Regions from separate parts of the Gasterosteus aculeatus genome. Here region 2 is linked to region 1. The links are chromatin contacts, called in public Hi-C maps. All regions are on one chromosome and are shown on one strand. Each heading gives the region's core, a stretch centred on a gene start, on an enhancer-like site or on the middle of the called end of the contact. The rest is flanking DNA. Distances are from core to core; before and after follow the strand shown.

What was found. Hi-C and Micro-C count contacts between places; a contact is called where the count stands out from the background.
Region 2: a contact with region 1 is called in a Hi-C map of skeletal muscle, with 6 times the contacts expected there. The contact joins the enhancer-like site here to the promoter of tle5 in region 1. A contact is called at or near these places in 2 of 6 Hi-C or Micro-C datasets (both in skeletal muscle).

The regions. Positions count from the first base shown.
Region 1 is chr8:17,686,847-17,691,603 of fGasAcu3.hap1.1, reverse strand. tle5 (TLE family member 5, transcriptional modulator) reads right to left here and starts at 2,804. Exons shown (of 7, transcript XM_040184138.2): 1 at 1,820-2,804. The coding sequence starts at 1,846. It overlaps LOC120823903 (guanine nucleotide-binding protein G(q) subunit alpha), which reads right to left. Exons shown (of 7, transcript XM_040184369.2): 7 at 3,527-4,757.
Region 2 is chr8:17,792,178-17,796,921 of fGasAcu3.hap1.1, reverse strand. It overlaps tle2a (TLE family member 2, transcriptional corepressor a), which reads left to right. Exons shown (of 20, transcript XM_078108496.1): 9 at 416-511; 10 at 1,031-1,075; 11 at 1,897-2,058; 12 at 2,172-2,298; 13 at 3,109-3,302; 14 at 3,505-3,584; 15 at 3,918-4,167; 16 at 4,448-4,695. Among protein-coding and RNA genes, the nearest start is that of tle2a, 25 kb to the left of the region's middle. Within about 2 kb of position 3,246, at least 2 of the 9 cell types and tissues checked have open chromatin away from gene starts, as enhancers often do.

The DNA.
Region 1 (4,757 bases), core at 1,555-4,054:
CTGACTGAGTTCTCACCCCATCAGCAGGTGACTACTCCACCACTTCACCCAGGGGAGTGGGAGTGTGTGTGTGGTTGGGGGCAGCGACATGCAGGTGAATGTGATCCTGAAATAATTATCAATGGGAATATGTTCTCTTATCAAAGCTGAACAACGGTATGTGGCTTTTTAGTTCAGCCTCACTAATAGGTTTCCCCCTGGGGGGGGGTACAAATCACACAACTTCATCTCTGCCACTTCTTGCTCTCCTGCAACACCATCGACTACAATCATGGCATTTATCCACAGCTTGTTAAGACTAAACCTAATCTCCAAAAACAAAAGACACTATTTTCTGCAAAGCAATACCAATGCATTGTGCCACATTCAGCGTGTATAATACTGAATAATTTAATATAGTGACGGTTATCAGATTGAGGATATGTAAGCGGATGACTCAAACCGAAGATTCTTTTTGTTTTAAGTCAAAAATCGTACAACCCTCCCCCATCTTTTCAGATCATCGGTTTCAAAACACTAAAGTTGAACTCGGTGCGACGGCGTGCCGCTTACACAGGATTTCACTTCTCTTACAAAACCAGGCCAGAGGTTCCCAAACCAGCACATTCTGCGCACTATTCTGGGAACACACATCGGCTCCTGGATCGCATCAGCAGCAGTGTCACAACCAGACTACTGCGCCCCCCCACACACACACACACACACACACACACACACACACACACACACACACACGCACGCCAAAGGGCAAACCCATTCAAGGCACAAAAGACATTCAGGTTGTTGCTTCAGCAAACAACCCTTGCGCTTTGAGCAGTAAAAGTACTTGTGGCGGTGACAAGACGTTGCCAGGGAGAAGCACGGGGCGCAGGCCTTGGCAACGGCACAGTCATCTCGCTGTTGTGTTAACCTGAGCCGGACCGACACAAATGGCTTCTTGTTCGTTTTTTGTCCCCGTGACGGAAAGGTGAAATGGCAGCCAAAAGTAGGGAGGTGGAAATACAGGTATGTCACCACCATCATATTTCCGTTTCGGACAAATTTCCTGCTGCGCCCAGCCAGGAGAGGCCAATTGAGTTTGCCAGCAACAAGAAATTCTGCCGAAAGCAGTGGTGACACAACTGGATATGCCTGAAGTGACGAGAAACACTATTGTGCCAGTCGGTTAACATGAATGTTTGACCAATGAGGGCCCACGTCACTGATACATACCCTGGACTTAGTTTCTGTTACCATGGAAACTTGAGATTTAGGGGAACGAGGAGGTGTGTGATTTTTACAGTCAAAGGAACAAGAGTGAAGGTTGTTTTTTGGTTGTTGTTTTTTAGAGTAGTTCAGTAGCCATACGATGACTGTAACATCGTGTATAAAAGGTATGTGTATATTGAATATACGTACATTTGGTTAAGGCTTTTTAGTGAATGCTGCTTATGGAAAATACACTGTCACATTAGGTTTGAAAACCATCTAGCTGTGAAATAGGACAGCATTCACCGGAGATGTTTGAATTGGAAGATGCCATCGCCGGGAAAAAAAGTTTAACGGTTTAAATAAAAGAAAATGCATCGGTGTCTTTGTAATCCCCAACCACACATATTCCGCACAACTTACCAGAACTAAAACAACGCAGTTGTAGAACAACGTGACTATTGTCCCAAAAAAATAAAAAAATATATAATATAAAACCTCCGATTAATTAACATAATGTCAACAAGCTTAATATCCGTACCTAGTTACCGTGGGTAGATCGGTGTGCGGTTACGGCAGGACAAGTACCCACATTATGGAGAAAAGAAACGTCGAATTAAAAACCACTTACTGAGTGTCTTGATTGTGGAAACATCATGTCAATTCCTGGTGTGTTGATTTCCTTCCTGAACACGATCAACTAAGTGCTCCGTGTTTATAATTTTCCTCGCGTTGGTCCTTTGTCCAGAGCTAGCCCCGCCGCATACAGGAGCCGTCCGGCGTTAGCAGAACGACTAGCTAACGGTAGCTAGCAACCCCCTCCCGAGCCCCCCACACTAAAAACAAACAAACAATTAACCCAAATACAAGCGATACTTTGACGTCTTTTTCGCTGTGACAGAGTCAGTGTCACGTAGCGGTACCCGTCCCGAACCCGTATTTTTCCGTGTCTGCGAACAGAGGAAGAAGAAGAAGAAGGAAAAAAAGAAGCAACCCGGCAGCGCTGCTTCCTCGCTGGCTAAAGCTAGCTGACTCTTCAGAGGCTGTCAGTCAAAATGATCCATCGAGCCTTCCGCCTCTACGCACCGGGCAACGCGCGAGCTCAACGCATGTAAATTACGAACGTTATGCACACCGCGGTGTTTGGATTTAGCTGGTGAGCGGAGGGGGGGGAGGAGGGAGGGAGGCGAGGGAGAGGGGGGTGTAATGGTTTCCTCCTACGCTTTTTTTGTGGTTGTCCTTTTAAAGCGGTCCGTTCGCTCGCTTTTAACCAGTCGCGATTACGCGGATGGAGGGAAAAAAGTAGGACAATTATTTAAATAAAAAAACGCAAAATTCTCAGAAATAACAAAATGTCTGCGGGTTCGTTTTTTTTTTTTTTTAAGTTGAAACCCCCCTTCGCGCCGTCCGACCGACGCAAATGAGTCGATCGAGTGAAAAGGAAACAATCTGCGCTCCGGCTGTTTAATATTCAACCTGAAACACGAGCTATTTTTGGGGGGGTTCAACTCTAAACGTTTTATCCGACGAGTCGGGAGGGGGTCCAGGGGGGGGGGGGAACCGTGAAGATTCGGCAGCGGCGGCGGCGGAGCTGGAAAGTCAGTCCGCGCGCCCCCCTGAAGCTGGAGGGTTGGTAGAAACCGAAACGCCCCCACACAGAACCGCGGCGGCTAGAAGAGAGCGGCGCGGGCAATGATCTACAACGCAGCGGATCTACACCCGCCGGCCCAACGGATGTCTGGGCAGACAGCGCCCCGCGCGGGACGGTCACCGCACGGCCGAATACCAACGACACTAAAGTCACTACTAAATTACATTATATGAATATCGTGGGACAGGTGGGTGGCACATTGCATGAATATTCTATTCATATAAAGAATATAGATATTTAATTTTAGCTAATTGTCTAACTTTGTTTATTAAGCAATGTTCACATTAATGTACAAGCAGCTAGTGTTTGCAGTTTTAGACCATTGCTGCTAAATGGAATCAAATCAGAAGTTGTGCATATTTCAGTAAATTTAATAAAAAATACAGGTTATTTTACTTCAGAGAGGTTCCCCCTTCCCCCCATTTAAATGTTGCCACTGACTTTAATGCTAAAAACTATGAAGCTGTTCATAGAGCCGATCTTGGGTTTTATTTGGTCTAAGTTATGTTAATGGTCTTCATATAAACATTGAAGTAAAAATGAAAAAAAGCGTTCTGGAAATTAGGAAAACAGTCAGATTTCAAATCACTAGTGGCCTGAAAAATCGTGGCAGTTGAGTAACATACAATCAATTTATGGGCCTTCAAATCAATCTCAGCCCAAAGGAAATGTACAAGGACGCAATAAGAGAGTATAGGAACATATTTTATTCCAATTTAAAACATTTAAAAGGAGAAGGCTATGAAAATCATTTCATGTTTGAATGAGGTTCAGGCAACAGTGGTTGAAATGAAACATACAAAAGAAATATGGCCAAAATACTGTAAATCAATAACCATTAGGACCCTTTTCGTGAGGGCGTTGCATGAATACAGTATCTCACCACCCCTCCCCAACCTGACAAACACATGCAATTAAAATGACATTTATCTTCAAAAACAGCAGTTCATCAATAATCTTAAATATAGAATACAATTGTCCTTTTTACTAGTTAATTAAATCACATACTTAAGTGTTTATTTCTTTTAAAAACTGGACCTTGAAATTCACAGGCCCTCTGATTTTTCACAACATTGGCACTTGTTAAGAGTCTGGCTTTACAAAGAAAGGGGATTGGCACACTCATTGTACATAATTTACATTTGGTATACTTAAAAAAGAAAAAAAAAAGAATCAAAACAAAAATACATTACTTTCAATTTGTACACCACTACACAAAGTTTGTTTGAACTCCTTAAAAAAAGTGTCATCTCAAGTGGTCCTAAATACACGCGTAAAAGGTGTGTCAACCTTACAAAAGAAACTATGCAAAGAGCCTTTAATATCACTGTATGTCCATCCCTCGAATCAGAATGGATCTCAAGCGTTAAGCAATAGCCTTTAAAAGTGTACACACACACACACACACACACACACCTCAAAGAGTACCGACAAGTGCGCTTGAGCGGACACGCAAGTTGCATGAATGCAGGCCCGTCGCAGTGGTGCAGTTTCAGTGCCTTCGACCCAGGGAGAGAACACACAGTCCAATCAAGTAAGGGGGGAGGCAGGAGGGGGTGGTCAGAATGGCAGACATGTAAACACACAGCATATTCATTCATTCCGTCACTCACAATTACAACCACCAAAATGTTATAAAATGGCCATTTCAGTACCTTCACTTGGGAAGTGTTTCAATAAATACATTAATACTGAGGCTTTACACACTAGCTTCATTTTGTGGGGGGGGGGGGTTACCACAGCTTTGAGTCAGATGACAAATTATTATTAATTCATTATTTAATAGCTCGTCTGTGCCCGATTGATTTGGTTTGGCGCAGTGTTTCGTACAAACACTCTCCACAATGGATTCCACGCGGAACAAAGCAAAATTAAGTGCAAAACCTCAAGAAAAGACAACGACCCGGTTCTCATTACT
Region 2 (4,744 bases), core at 1,997-4,496, 100 kb before region 1:
CCCTTTATGGCAACAATTTAGATCTCAACATTGCATCAATACCAGTTTAGAAAACTGTCCACGAGTGCCAAAATGCACTCTGACTGCTCGGCAGCCTTTTTCTGCTGCCGTAAAGACATTTTTACGCGTTGCCTTTCCTCGTCTCACTCCTACAGTGAGCCAGCCGATCGATGGGGGCTGATATTCCCTCACATTCATCTCGGCAGCCTGTGAGCCTGGCGTGATTTATGCGGCCCCTCTCACCTCATTATCACCCTCGTCCTCCCCCTCGCCCTTTTTTCTCCACTCCTTCCTTCCTTCCTTTGCCTCTTTGTGCCCCCATGCAACCCTCTCCTCCCTCCTTACCTCCCATCCTCTTTGCCTCACCGTCTTGCTCTTTTTTTTTTTTTCTCCCCCTCTCTGTCTCCCTCTGCAGAGCTCTCTGTCCAACGGGGACAAGGGTCGCTCAGCAGACTACCTCAGCAACGGCAAGAAGAGGAAAGCCGACGAGAAGGAGTTCATGACCGACTATGTGAGTTACTTTAATAAGCGTTAAATGTTTCAGGAACCCAGCGAGTCTTTGCCAGATGAGACCAGTGGTGTCTGTACTTGTTGTTGAACCGTTCGCACACTGCCGACTGTCATCGCTGAACCGTCATTCTCGTTTTGTGGGAAAGCAAATGCGTTGAGGACTGTGTTTTGAGATGAATTAATCATCCAAGTTATTCTATTCTCATTATGCAGCGTTAAGAAAACAAAGTGCCTCAGAGGATTTCACCTTTACCAAGTTGCACATCTAGAATGAATCAACGACATTTCGCGCTGCCCGTTCCGTTATCTTCCGGCCGTCTCGGGCGATAACGTGTTCAGGCGCGACGTACCGTTCTCCTCCATCTGCCGCGTTAACAAGTCAAAACAATAAAAATACCTTTTTATGAAAGTTATTCAAATGGGTTCCATTTGACTTTGCGCCGTGTTTTCCTGCATGTGATCTGCATACATCCGACGGCCGAGCAGGAATATCTGATCCCTCCTCTCTCTTCTCTCACAGGGCAGCGATGCGGATAAGAGTGATGATAATTTGGTGGTGGATGAGGTTAGTAGGAGGCCGGCGGCCTCACTTCACCGCTTTCATCTGCATACATCATGTAAACACACCCAGCAGGACCATCTGAATAATGAAAATAACGACAGCACCCCACCCACCACCCACCCCACCCACGTCCTGCTCCACCTCTGCCTGCCTTGTTTTACAACACAACCATAAAGTAGAAATGCAAACGCACACGTGACTGCAATGCCTGCTGCACTTATGTACAGTTATCAGTTTAGTAAACGACGATGGAAAGCAAGTTTTCTTCCGTATTTGTTCTATATATGAAGCGCACATTGTTCATGAGGTGACGGTAGGTGAGAATACATTCACCTCCTGAGAACTTTTACATTCTTGGGTGCTTCTCATTTGGTGCCAGAGAGTCATTCACTGAAGAACAACGTTGGCACATGCAGTTACACAATAATGGATAAATTCACAGTTTTCAAGTCTGTTTTAGAGCTGCTGTGAGTTAACGTTACGAATCTTGTAATGCTGAAAGAAATGTGGTTTCTCCTAAGTTGTTTTTAGTGTGCAATATATTTCTTTTATATAGCATGATCAGATTTATGTTTGCAGCTTATTGGAAAGTGTTTTTGACAAGAACGAGAAGAGTAAATAAATTAATAAATCAAATATTCATAGACACCTGAATATTGTAATAAGTGACTTGAACCAATCGTACATTAAAACAAGCTAACAAAAGAGTAAATGCCCCCAAGAAAGAGCGCGACAAGTTGTTGTCTGCAGCCTTCAGCACTAAAAAATGGAATTAATGAATAACTCTCCTTATACTTCTTATTTTTATTTCATTTTGTATTCAGGATCCGTCGTCCCCCCGCAGTGTGCAGTCCTACTCGTCCAGGGAGAACGGCCTGGACAAGATGCCCCCCTCCCGTAAGGAGGCCCCCCCTCAAGCAAGCCCCGCCTCCCTCGCCTCCTCGAGCAGCGCGCCCTCCCCATCTCGTGGCAAAGAGCCCCCGCAGGTAGACCAACACGCCTCCGCGTTCAGTCGACCACGCCACGACCTAAAGAATACACATTTGCCATGATTTGTATTTTATTGGTGTCACATGAACACGTTTATCCGCCCTCCCAGAGGGAGAAGTCCAGCACTCCGGGTATGAAGCCAGGGACCCCCATGTCTCAAGACTCCAGCACCCCGGGACCCAGCGGACCTCCGCAGTTCAGACCCGTCCCCGGCAAGCCCGGTGTGGACCCCCTCGGTAAGAACGTCCCATGAGCTTGCTCTTATCCCCCAACGAATCCGGGAAGGAAACTTGTCTAAATCTCTGGAGAATGTCAGCAGACCCAAAAGACAAATGTCTCCAATGAGGGACGCGGAAGTTCGCCGCTTAAAGCTCCGATCAGAAACATGAATCGGCCACTGCAGAAACGGGCTTCGTAGCCTGCACCTGCTTTGTTACACGTAGTGATGCTGTCAGCGTTGGGCCGCACTAGTTGGTATCAGTGTCAGACACGCCCCCCCGCACCACCACCACCACCACCATCTGGACTTAATAAGCAGCTGTGGGAAAAAATATTCAGCCCCTCTTACTTTTTTATGGAAAGATAAGGGGAGGTGATGGACTGTGACGGTGAGCTGCTTTGTAATGAGCCTCAATCTATTCCTCAGTTTCTCTTTTTTCTCGCTCACACACACACACACACACATCATCACGCATGCATATGTACAGGCTTGTAGATGCAGTTACACGCAGCGCTGCTGGAGGATGTTTGTTTATACATTTACACGTTGGCTCGCAGCAGGACGGCCTGATAACCAGCAGGGGGCAGTAGTGGTCTAGTGCTACGTCTGGCGATGGCGTCCTGCTTTTTTTTGTATGGCAGGCGTGTTCACAACCCGTCACTCATCACCGTCTCTGACAGTGAGCCCCCCCCCCCACCCCACCCGCGGAGGGAGTCGCCGCAAAAAGACGCGGAGCTGATGCACCTCCTGAAATGACTGACAGTCCCGTCTCGCCGATCAATGACGTGTTCACAATAAACCGACTCCCTCTGGTCTCTCCCTCCAGCTCTGGGTCTGAGAAACCCCCTGGCGGTGCAGGGAGCGTATCCGCCGGGGGCTTTCGGCCTGCCTCCAGGGGTCAACGGGGACCTGGCCGGGGCGGCGGGTTACGGCGCAGGTCTCCACTTAGTCTCCCCCCAGATGAACGGAGCCGCAGTGGCGGCTGCAGCAGCTGCCGCCGGCTACGGCCGGTCTCCTGTGGTGAGCTAGACACTCTGCAGATTATCCGTCGTGTGTGTGTGTGTGTGTGTGTATAGAGGGGTAACAGCTTCATTGTCATTTATTGTTAATATATGACCTTCAGCTTTTGAAAAGCCTCTTTGCTTTCATATGATCTCATTTCATTTTGAGCCCTCATCTGATATTGTCTTTCCTCTTGCCTCCTCATTGCTCACTCCTCCAGGTGGGCTATGAGTCCCCACACCCACACATGAGGGTCCCCGGGCTGCCTGCCAGCCTGCAGTCAGCCTCCTCCGGAAAACCGTGAGTTTCCTCCTCTTCCTCCTCTCCTGCCATCACTCAAATCTTCCTCTGGTAACTTTTCACTGCACTCTGGTTGTGCTCACATTCAACCACCACACCGGAAGAACAAAATGATGAAGAAAAGGGAGAAATGACTTTGCTAAGAAGGTGTTTGGCTTGAAAGTATCTCTACTAGCACAAAACGTATTCAACCCCAGAGGACTTGGCGAGTTTTCTTATTTTTTTTTCTTGCATCTGCAGCAGAAATGTAAACAAAGTAACATGATATTTTCCGAGCTGACGTTATCAGTTATCGGTAATTCATCCTTTTCTGTCCCTCTTCCTTCCCTGCAGCGCCTACTCGTTCCACGTGAGCGCCGACGGCCAGATGCAGCCGGTGCCCTTTCCCCCCGACGCCCTGCTGGGCCCGGGCATCCCTCGCCACGCCCGCCAGATCCACACCCTGAGCCACGGCGAGGTGGTCTGTGCCGTCACCATCAGCACCTCCACGCGCCACGTCTACACCGGGGGCAAGGGCTGCGTCAAGGTGTGGGACATCAGCCAGCCAGGAAGCAAGAGCCCCATGGCCCAGCTGGACTGTCTGGTGAGACGTGAGGGACGAAGCCCAGATGTTTGCACACTCACTTTTAAAGTGTGTTTTCCATCTTGTGGTCCAACGATGTTACTTTACCACCAAAAGAGAGGCGTGACATCACTTGACAGATGACGGATCACCTTTTGTGTCGTTGTCCTAAATCCTCCGGCGTGTTTATTTATCGCTGTGATAACTTTTACCTCCGTGTACCCGCGTCATGAACTGCAAAGTACCACAGCATGCAATGTATCGCTGTTTTGAAGTTGTCATTTTCACGCTGTCCAAACAGAACCGGGACAACTACATCCGCTCCTGCAAGCTGCTCTCGGACGGACGGACCTTGATCGTCGGCGGGGAGGCCAGCACGCTGTCCATCTGGGATTTGGCCACGCCCACTCCCCGCATCAAGGCGGAGCTGACGTCGTCCGCTCCCGCCTGCTACGCTCTGGCCATCTCCCCCGACAACAAAGTCTGCTTCTCCTGCTGCAGCGACGGCAACATCGTGGTCTGGGACCTTCACAACCAGACGCTGGTCAGGTGAGCGGGGGTGGAGACTTTGGACCAGTGCACGCCGTGAGAAACATGT